Linked DNA regions of Sus scrofa: region 1 is linked to region 2. The links are chromatin contacts, called in public HiChIP or PLAC-seq maps. All regions are on one chromosome and are shown on one strand. The core of a region is the stretch at or near the end of the contact, and the rest is flanking DNA. Distances in the headings are between cores, read along the strand shown. Region 1 holds the start of STAB1 (stabilin-1). Region 2 holds the start of NISCH (nischarin).

Region 1 (4,278 bases), core at 804-3,303, 35 kb after region 2:
TCCCCAGACCCCATGCTACTTTCCCACATGGGCCCTCCTGGCCCTTGCTCTGTGGTCCACAGGTCCAGGCTGATCTGCTAGAGACTAGAGGTGGCTCCAGGGGCAGGGACGGGGGCTGGGGGAGCAGCAGCCTGCAGCCGTGACTGGCCTTTCTTCCACAGGTTCCTCCCCGGCGCAGGTGGTTACATGCTTGACACGGGACAGCTACCTGACACACTGCTTCCTCCAGCACGTCATGGCTGTGCTGTCCCTGCTAGAACGCACACCCTCTCCTGAGCCTGTCGACAAAGACTTCTACTCTGAGTTTGGAAACAAGACCACAGGTACCCCCACCCAGCTTGGGTCTCCTGGCCAACCCTGAGAGCAGTAGCAGGCCCCAGAGCAACCCCTCTGTGCCCCGGCCCCATGTCTGCTTCTGTCTCTCCTCTTTGTCTCTTTTCATGCTAAGTCACTAGGGTTTTCCGTGAACTTTCCCATGCCACCAAATCCACAGCCATCCAGTGGGTGCTTCTCAGTGTCCACTCCACTCTGGTCTCAGCTGCTGGCCTGCGGGTCTCTGCCTAAGTATGGGGGATTGGAGCCCTCTCTCCTGCTTCTGACAGACACTCAGCTCTTGCTGCTGCCTCTGGGTGGCTTGGGGCCACTGGTGCTCCCAGCCTCACCACAGGCCAGTTCCAGGCTCCAGCCCCACTGGCATCTCTCTGCAGGAAAGGTGGAGAACTACGAGCTGATCCACTCGAGCCGCGTCAAGTTCACCTACCCCAGCGAGGAGGAGATCGGGGACCTGACGTTCACTGTGGCCCAGAAGATGGCTGACCCAGAGAAGGCACCGGGCCTCAGCATCCTGCTGTACGTGCAAGCTTTCCAGGTGGGCATGCCACTACCTGGGCGCTGTAGGGGCCTGCTGCGCCCCAAGACGTTGCTGCTCACCAGCGCCGAGATCTTCCTTCTGGATGAGGACTTCGTCCACTACCCGCTGCCCGAGTTCGCCAAGGAGCCTCCACAGAGGGACCGGTACCGACTGGATGATGGCCGCCGCGTCCGGGACCTGGACCGCGTGCTCATGGGCTACCAGACATACCCGCAGGCCCTCACCCTGGTCTTTGATGATGTTCAGGGCCACGACCTCATGGGCAGCGTCACCCTGGACCACTTTGGGGAGGAGCCAGGGGGCCCAGCCAGAGCTGGCCAGGGCCGCGAGGTCCAGTGGCAAGTGTTCATCCCTAGTGCTGAGAGCCGCGAGAAGCTCATCTCACTGTTAGCCCGCCAGTGGGAGGCTCTGTGCGGCCGGGAGCTGCCCGTGGAACTCACCGGCTAGCTCACCATGTCTGGCCTGGTGTCCACTCAGGGCGGGAAAGGAGGCTTTCTTTGTTCTTTTAAAAATGTTTTCTTCTCTCTTGGTACCTTCATTTGACTGTCCTCCCAGAGAATGTGAACTGTGTGTTCAATTGGTTCTGTCTTGAGAGTGAAAGTGCCGGCCCCTCCAGGGTCTCCGGGTACCATCAGCTTCCCGTGGATCTGCCTGTCCCTGGTGCCACATGGCCGGGCACACCAGTGTCGTATCTTCTGTCGTGGGACTGTTGTTAACGTTGCACCGTGGTTCTGGTTTACTCTTTTACACGTCCTTTCCTGAGATGTGAAGTCCAGTCTTGTTACTGTTGTTGTCATTGTGGGCACCTGCTGCTGATTATGAAGCTGGCCGCACAGTGCACATTGAAAGCTCCTGCCCTGTGCAGTTTTCCAAAGGGGAAGCCTCTCCGGGACCAGACAAGTGGGAATGAGAGCCCTGTGGGGCAGGAGTCCCCCAGGCCTTGAGGCTGAGAGGGCTGGGGGCAGGGGACCTACAGCTGCCAGCCCCAAGTGTGATTCCTGTTGCCTATTTTCTCTATTCCATAAAGCCAAGTTTGACACAGTCTGGCTCTTTTATTTCAAAGGCCACTGGGGTCCCAGCAGGGCACTGGGCAGGGCGTGGTGAGAGAGAGGGTGCCATCAAGAAGGTGAGATATTGCAGGAAGAGAAGGAGGGAGGAGGGGATGAAGGAAAGTACGTGGCTCTCCCAGGGCCAGATGCGGAATCGGTGTCACTGGAACCTGGGACAGGGAAAGGGCCATGCTGGGCCAGGGCTAAACCCGGAGCCTCAGGGCAAACAAGGGGCATGAAGCTCCTCAGGCATACCTGGCACACTGGCTGCTGCCCTGCCACCTTCACACCTGGGCCTGCTGTGAGGCTTAAGCCTGGAGCCTGGGATAGCTTACTCTGTGAGGTCTAGGGGCCTCACCAGGATGGCCTGCAGGGGGAAAAGCCTACAGGGAGGTGGCCCCAGGGCTGGAGTGTGGGGAGGAGTGCCCTGTGCTGTCCGTGTCTGGGTTCCTTGTCCTGAGAGATTGTTGTCTCAGGGAGCCCAGCTAAGGTAGGATGTAGGATTTCTTTAGGAGCCAGCCTCTGTGCCCCATCCTTCCTCAACCCGTTCCTGCCCTCCACAGCAGGGCTTCTGAGGCTCACTTGCCTCTCTTTCATCCTGGCCCAGTCAGGAGCCTTGGGCCCTAAGGCTGCAGGGCCATTTGGGCCAGGCAATATTAAGGGGATGGGAAGTGGCTAGCTAACCCAGATCCCAGGCCTGCCTCTCCTCAGTTTGCCCTTGGTGGCAGCAGAAAGGGAATCCTGGCCTGGAGGAAAGCTTGGGGCGGGGGGTACCACCAAGAGAAGGGTCTCCCCATCCACACACCCCCAGCCAGCTCTCAAAGACCAGCTCCATGCCCCTCAGCTGGTGGGGGAGGGGACAGTGATAAGCCTGCCCCCAATCAGGCCTTTATCAAAGGCCTGTACAAATGGCCATCTCCCTGTTTCCATCTCAGTCATGTCATTGACAAATGCAGATTTATAGACCAGAGTCGAGGTCCACTGCACATAGGCCTCACCTATTAGACGGACTCCTGCTCCCAGGCCCTCCAGCCCCCAGCATATAATAGCCGACCCCAGCCTAGAGGGGTCATGAGGACAGGACCTAATGGGGAGAGTTTGTGCAGTGTAGTCAGGGGCGGGGTGCCCTGCAGGCAGCAGAACTGGGATTGGAGTTTAACTCTGGTTAAGCAATCTTAGAAGAATTCCCTAGTTCCCTCTGAGCCTCCGTTTCCCCATTGGTAACAGAATAATAAAAGTAACTCCCTTCATTCATCCATCCCACAAATCTGTGTGAACCAGCCAATCACTGTCCCTGCTCTCCCTTAGCTGACATTCCAGCGGGAGACAGAAAATAAACTAAACCAGTGCCGGCTGGTGGCCAGTGCTACGAGAAGGCGAAGGCTGGAGAACTTTAACCTGGACCTTGTGGTGAGTCCTATGAGGATCTGGAGCAAAAGCACCTAGGGAGCTCACTCTGTGGTTAGGGAGTAGGAAGGCCCGTGTGGTGGAGCAGAGTGGGGGTGGGGGAGCAGGCAATGAGGGCAGAGGGGCCAGCCTGGCACAGAGTGGGGTCCAGAGTGCAGGGGGAAGCCTCAGGACAGAGTGGAGAATGAGTTGGGGCAGATGGGCAGCAGGGGAACACAATGGGGATGGGCATCCGGCGGCAGTGAAGGCCGAGCAGGGCAGGGGAGAGAAGGAGTAGTCTGATGGGTGTCTACTTGGCACAGAGGCTAGCAGGGATTCAGAGGCCTCTGAGAGCCCTCAGCAGCTGGAAAGGTGGAAGCAGACACACTTGATTCTGGGGCCCCCTCCCCCCACCAACCCTCAGAACCTACCCCCACCCTCACCCCAGAGCCTCTGAATGAAACACCCTGGGCTTTCAGGTGCTTGAGGTGGGGAGTTGTTTGCAAATACACTGGAACGTTCTTCACAACCTCTGATATCCCGCAGGCTTGTGGATAATGATGGGCTCGGAGGCTGTGATGCCAGGAGGAAGGTCCCGGGCCAGGAAGCTCCAAGCAGGGCCCAGGCATCCATGTGGGGGTCAGTGGCCAGCACCTTCCCTTCAGCCTGCAGCCTGCTGATATGCAGGAGGAAATCCTGGTGGGTTCCTGTCGGGGGGAGCTGGCGGGGCCTCCTGACTGCTTTTAAAGCGCCTGCCCACTCCGCCCCGCCTGCCCACACTGTTCCTGCTTCCTCAAGCTCATTCCTCACACTGGCCACCCTGACTCTGTCCTACACAGCAAGCCAGCCAGCCACCACCAATCATGGCCGGGCCCCGGAGCCGCCTCCTGCTCGGCTTCCTGGCCCTCTTCCTGGCAGTATCCAGCTTCATCATGGGGCAGAAGGTGAGTGTGAGCTTGTCGCAGGCGGCTG
Region 2 (4,816 bases), core at 538-3,037:
GAGACCAGTGACGTAGACTAGAGACATTTGGAGACAGGGGCAGACATGATGCCAAAGCTGCGACATCTTCCTCCACCCACCCTGACAGCTACCCACAGACCCTAAACTCCTCACCCCTTCCACACCCTGGAATGCCAGCCCCACCAGCCCCTGAGGGCCTGGGTTGAAAGTACGTGGTCCCTCTCCTGGATTCCCACCATCTCCTTCAGGTGACCTTGCCCCCATCATGAGCTGAATGAGCCCCCTGTGGGCCCGCCACCCCAGCCCTGCCCAGGCCCATCCCTCACCGCAGCCTTGTAGATGTCATCCATACTGGCGGCTCACAGGGCAGGCTGCTGAGGTTGCCAGCAGCGGCCCTCGGCTTAAATAGCCCTGCCCCGCCACATTCCCGGCCCAGCCCACCCCTGCCTGCCGTATCCTCCACTCCCTCCCCTGGACCTGGTGATCTCACACTGGCCTGAGTCCCTGTGTCCTCCGCCCAGGGCAAGGAGAAGATGAAGGGCTATAAGGACCAGGTCTCTCTCCCTCTGTCCTCCATCTCCCCAGGGACTCTCCAGAAAAGTTTTTTGAAAAAATGAAAACATAAGCCCAGGACAGACGGGAGCTGTGTACAGGGGCCTCGCCTGGGGCCCACTATACTGCAGCTCCTGTCTGCCCCGGAGGTGAGGCCCCTATACACAGCAGCTCAACCCCTATCCAATCAAGGGAATAGGTGAGGCTCCTGGAAGGACTTGCTTGAGGTCTGGCTGACGTGGCAGCTCCTAACTTAGGTTAAACCTCTCTGGAGCAGGGGCAACACTATGTAAGGAGAGGGTGGGAGAGCAGAACCCTCAGAGAAGCCTCGAATGCCAAGTTCAGAGTACGGTGCTGTGGTACTAGTGGAGAAGGAAGGCACTGACCTACCTCAGGAGAGTATGGGCTGGAGCCTTTCTGCCAAGGGTGCCAGAGAAGCCCTGCCTGAGACCTCTCATCTCCCCAGGGAGAGAAGTACTAGCTCTGGGCTTGACTGCATTCAATCAATCATTCAACAAACTCACCCTCACAGATGCCCCATCTGTGTAAGACTGTTCCCCTGAAGTTGGTTTACCACCTCTCTCTTCTAGATCTGGGTCTTCCCCTGGGTTAAGGCTCCTTCTCTGCCTGTGCTCCAGTACTGCAGTTCCTGGGTCCAGAGCCAATCTATCGCCCCCTCATTTTGAGCTCTAGTAGAACACCAGCGGGGGTCTTGTGCCAGATGGCCAGCACATAGCCATTGCTTCCACCTAACTCAACACCTTCTCGCAGAACTCACACCAGCTCCCTGCCTTGCCTGCCAGGCGTTTGCGTGGACTAGCCCACTCAGTTCTCTGGAAGCCCATGTGACATAGATCTGAGTCTTGGAGAGGTTAAGAACTGACACAATTATTCTGTCCTGCTTGCATTCTAAGCCCCAATTTTTCTTCTCCTTTAGCCTTCTTGTGCTCAACTGGGAATGAGCCCAAGAGGAAGGTGAGAGGTAACCACTGCCTCTTTTCTGGAGAAGGAAACTGAGACCAAGCGAAGCAGTGACTCGCTTCAGGTACGCCGGAAGGTGCGGGGCCATTGGTCCTTCCTTCCTGGGCACTGACTGGCAATTCCCAGAGCAGTTCCCGCCCGGAGCCTCAGTTTCTCCCCCGCTGCTAGGAGCGCGGCGGGCGGGGCCAGGCAGGTACAGATTACGCAAGTGGACCTTCCCGGGCAGCCTGCGCACGCGCGCCATTGGCAGCTGCTGTCAATTACGCGCGAGGGGCGGAGCTGGGCGGGGCGCGAGGAGGCGGCCGGTCCAAGATGGCTGCTTGGTGAGCAGCGTGGGGCGGGGGGCGGGGGCCGTCGGGGGGCGGTGGGACGCTGACCCCGCCCCCTGCTGCTGCCAGTCTGCTCCGGGCGGCGGCGGCGACCGAGCCCGGAACATGGCGGCCGCGGCGCGCAGCTTCGGGCCCGAACCGGAGGCCGAGCCGGCCAAGGAGGCTCGCGTCGTGGGCTCTGAGCTCGTGGACACGTATACGGTGTGCCGAGGGCCCCGGTGCCTGAACTAGGGGTGGCGGCTGGAACCCGATTTCAGAGTTGGGAGGTTGGGGAGGGAATCTGGGCCCAGCATCTGAAGAGGAGGAGGTGGGGGACTGCGATTTTGAAGTGGGGACCTGGAATAGCGGAATCTGGGGAAGGACCCTGGGCCCTGCAGGTAGGGAAAGAGGGTCCTGGGGTGGGGCCCAGGGAGGGGGCCTGGGAAGTGTACGCGTTTAGAAAAGCAGGATAGGGTTGGGGAAAGATTAGAGGATAAAGGGGGTCTGCGGAAGACAGGAGTCGGGTTGAGGCGGCGGTCCCTCTAGATCTTCTAGGCCTTGAGAGGCGCCGGCCTGGGAGGACGTGACAAGGGGTCTGGAAGGAGGGGAATTAGGGAAAGGGTCTCTGATGGATGAAATCTGCAGAAAGGGTCAGGGCCCTGCGGGCGGGGGCGGAGGAGACGGGGCCTTGACGTGGGAGGCCTGAGGTTGCAGTTGAGATTTGCTCTAAAAGTGAAGGGGGGCTCAGGTTCCTTGGGGCTCTGGCAGAAACAAGAATGGGGTAAGGGTGGAGCCTAGACACCGGCAATTGAAGGGGTGGCTCAGGGCTGAAAGCTTAAAACCGGGGAACCTTAGGGATCTTCATGGCTTTGGATTATGGGGGTGAGTTGGTGCTGTAAACTGCCCACGCACACTTCAGAGCTACGGGGGTGATGGAGGACAGCAAAGGGGGCAGGTTCCAGACTGTGATGAGTTGGAGGCCCTCCTGGGTCTGGATGGGATTGGGCACCTGGCCTACAGGCCAGGTTGGCTGCCTGGCAGGGACTGAGCATCTGAGCACCTCCCAGACTCCTGTCTTTTGTTCCTGGAAGGTGGGAAGTATGTGGGGGGCTTTGGCCCTGCCTTCGCCCCATCCTTTTGGACCTCATCCTAACCCTCCTCCAGGGTCATTCTTTCCTGTACTGGAGGGAGGGGATGGAAACTGCCAGGCTGGGTAGAGAGGCTGGGGACTAATTCTGTAGCAACAGGCAGGCCCTGGAGAAATGGCTGCTCCTCCATGGATGCTTAGGCTGAGTTGATTACTTTCTCCTCCCCCTTCCCTGCTTGCTTCAGGGAGGGGCGGGACCCTAGGACCAGGGGTCCTCATCCAGGTGAAAGTTGAGGTCTCTGAGTTGATGCCTGGCCGGCAGTCATGCAGCCACTGCATTCAGCTGGAGGATAAGCTCCAGAAAGCTCTCCTTATTCCGCAGGGCTGAGTCCCTCCTCTGAATGGTTGTCAGGGAGATGGTGACCTAGACTGACCATACCGTTTTGTGTCCTTTTGTCCGGGTATGCTGAGTTGAATATTAATGCACCTACCTTTGGTTGAACACTTGCTACATGTCAGGCCTTATATAAAGCATTTTGAATGCATTATCTTATTTGATTCTTAAATCGACCAGATTTTAAGATGGAGGAACTGAAGCTCAGGGAGAACTTAGGCTCTCAGCCACTTACGTAAGTGACATACATAAACCATAGCCAAGAAATGCCAGAACCTGATTCTGAACCCAGATCTTCCTTGACTCCAAGACCCGTTTCTTTTCTGTTAGGGCTTGATTGTCTATCACCATTCTCTGCCGCCCTCCCCTCAGCTTCTTAGTGCCTTGACTCCTAGCTCAGCAGCAGAAATAACAGCCATGAACATGAATCCACAGCTGAGAGCACTGGAAAAGGACTTGCTTCCAGGATATACGCAGAGCACCTGGGAAAGAATTATAGCAGAAAAGCTGGTGCTGCCAAACCTGACCCTGTTTTGTCTCCCTTAGAGGAAATGGCCTTCTTTGCCTGCAGCACAGATTGGATTGGGCTTTGAATTACATGGAAGTTGGAGTTAAAAAACAAAAGAGATGGCTCAGTATAATGGCCATCTTTTCCGTCCCTCACTGTTGGATAGAACTCACATTTATCTAATGTGCCTGCCAGATCCAGTTCTAGGGCTGTGGAAGAGGCTGAGAGGGAGCCCTGCTTCTCAGTAGGGGTCAGGGACTTCTTGTTGCTAGCTAGGCAAGGGCTATCGGTTTTCCCTTTTAGGTTTACATCATCCAAGTCACTGATGGGAGCCATGAATGGACAGTCAAGCACCGCTACAGTGATTTCCATGACCTACATGAAAAGGTAATCCTTGAGAACTGGGGTCCTGTGTCTGAGGCCTTGGGGGGCTTCTAGGCCAAGTTCCCATTGTGCCATGCATTGGTTTTAGGGCAAAACAGGCTCCGTGCCAGTTACATTAAACAGTTTATTAATGTAACTGAAAAAAAACCCCAAAAAACCTGTTAGATCCTGGGAGTCCAACCCTTGCATGAGGCAGTGCTCAAAGAACAAATTTTAACTTCAGTTTTAAGACTGCCAGTCCTAGTTTGGATGTGAGGTGCCAGGACAGCTTCCTGGGGAGGGAACAGGTTTGAACTTGTTCCACCTGACTATACCTATTCGAGAACGTGTGCTTTAATATCTGGCTGTGATTCCATTTCTTCGTTTGTTTTTGGCAAGAGCTGCCTTTTTCTGGGTTGTTTGCATCACGAGTGTCTTAAAGATAGGCCACCGCTCTGATTGGGTTTCTTTCTGGCTTGGAAAAGATGGTGATTTTAGAGACCCACAGGTATTATTTTTCCTGAATGTCTCCAAGATGGAGCTCCTCTTTCCGAATTCAATGGGTGTTGCTAGTGCTAATTGAACTTGCTGACAGATCCCAGGTGCACTAGTTGGTTCACTAATCCTGATACAACTGCCCAGGGGGCTGTGGAAGTCATAAC

What was found. HiChIP or PLAC-seq counts read pairs in DNA pulled down with a chosen protein or histone mark.
Region 1: a contact with region 2 is called in an H3K27ac HiChIP or PLAC-seq map of alveolar macrophages. The contact joins the promoter of STAB1 here to the promoter of NISCH in region 2. A contact is called at or near these places in 1 of 47 Hi-C or Micro-C datasets (liver) and 1 of 2 datasets of contacts at active chromatin or transcription factors (alveolar macrophages).

Annotation. Positions count from the first base shown.
Region 1 is chr13:34,628,395-34,632,672 of Sscrofa11.1, forward strand. STAB1 (stabilin-1) reads left to right here and starts at 2,054. Exons shown (of 70, transcript XM_021068893.1): 1 at 2,054-3,330; 2 at 3,853-4,005; 3 at 4,146-4,250. The coding sequence starts at 3,938. NISCH (nischarin) reads left to right here. Exons shown (of 21, transcript XM_001925354.5): 20 at 162-323; 21 at 708-1,912. The coding sequence ends at 1,318.
Region 2 is chr13:34,594,001-34,598,816 of Sscrofa11.1, forward strand. NISCH (nischarin) reads left to right here and starts at 1,788. Exons shown (of 21, transcript XM_001925354.5): 1 at 1,788-2,024; 2 at 4,095-4,178. The coding sequence starts at 1,929. It overlaps TNNC1 (troponin C1, slow skeletal and cardiac type), which reads right to left and starts at 320. Exons shown (of 6, transcript NM_001130243.1): 1 at 288-320. The coding sequence starts at 311.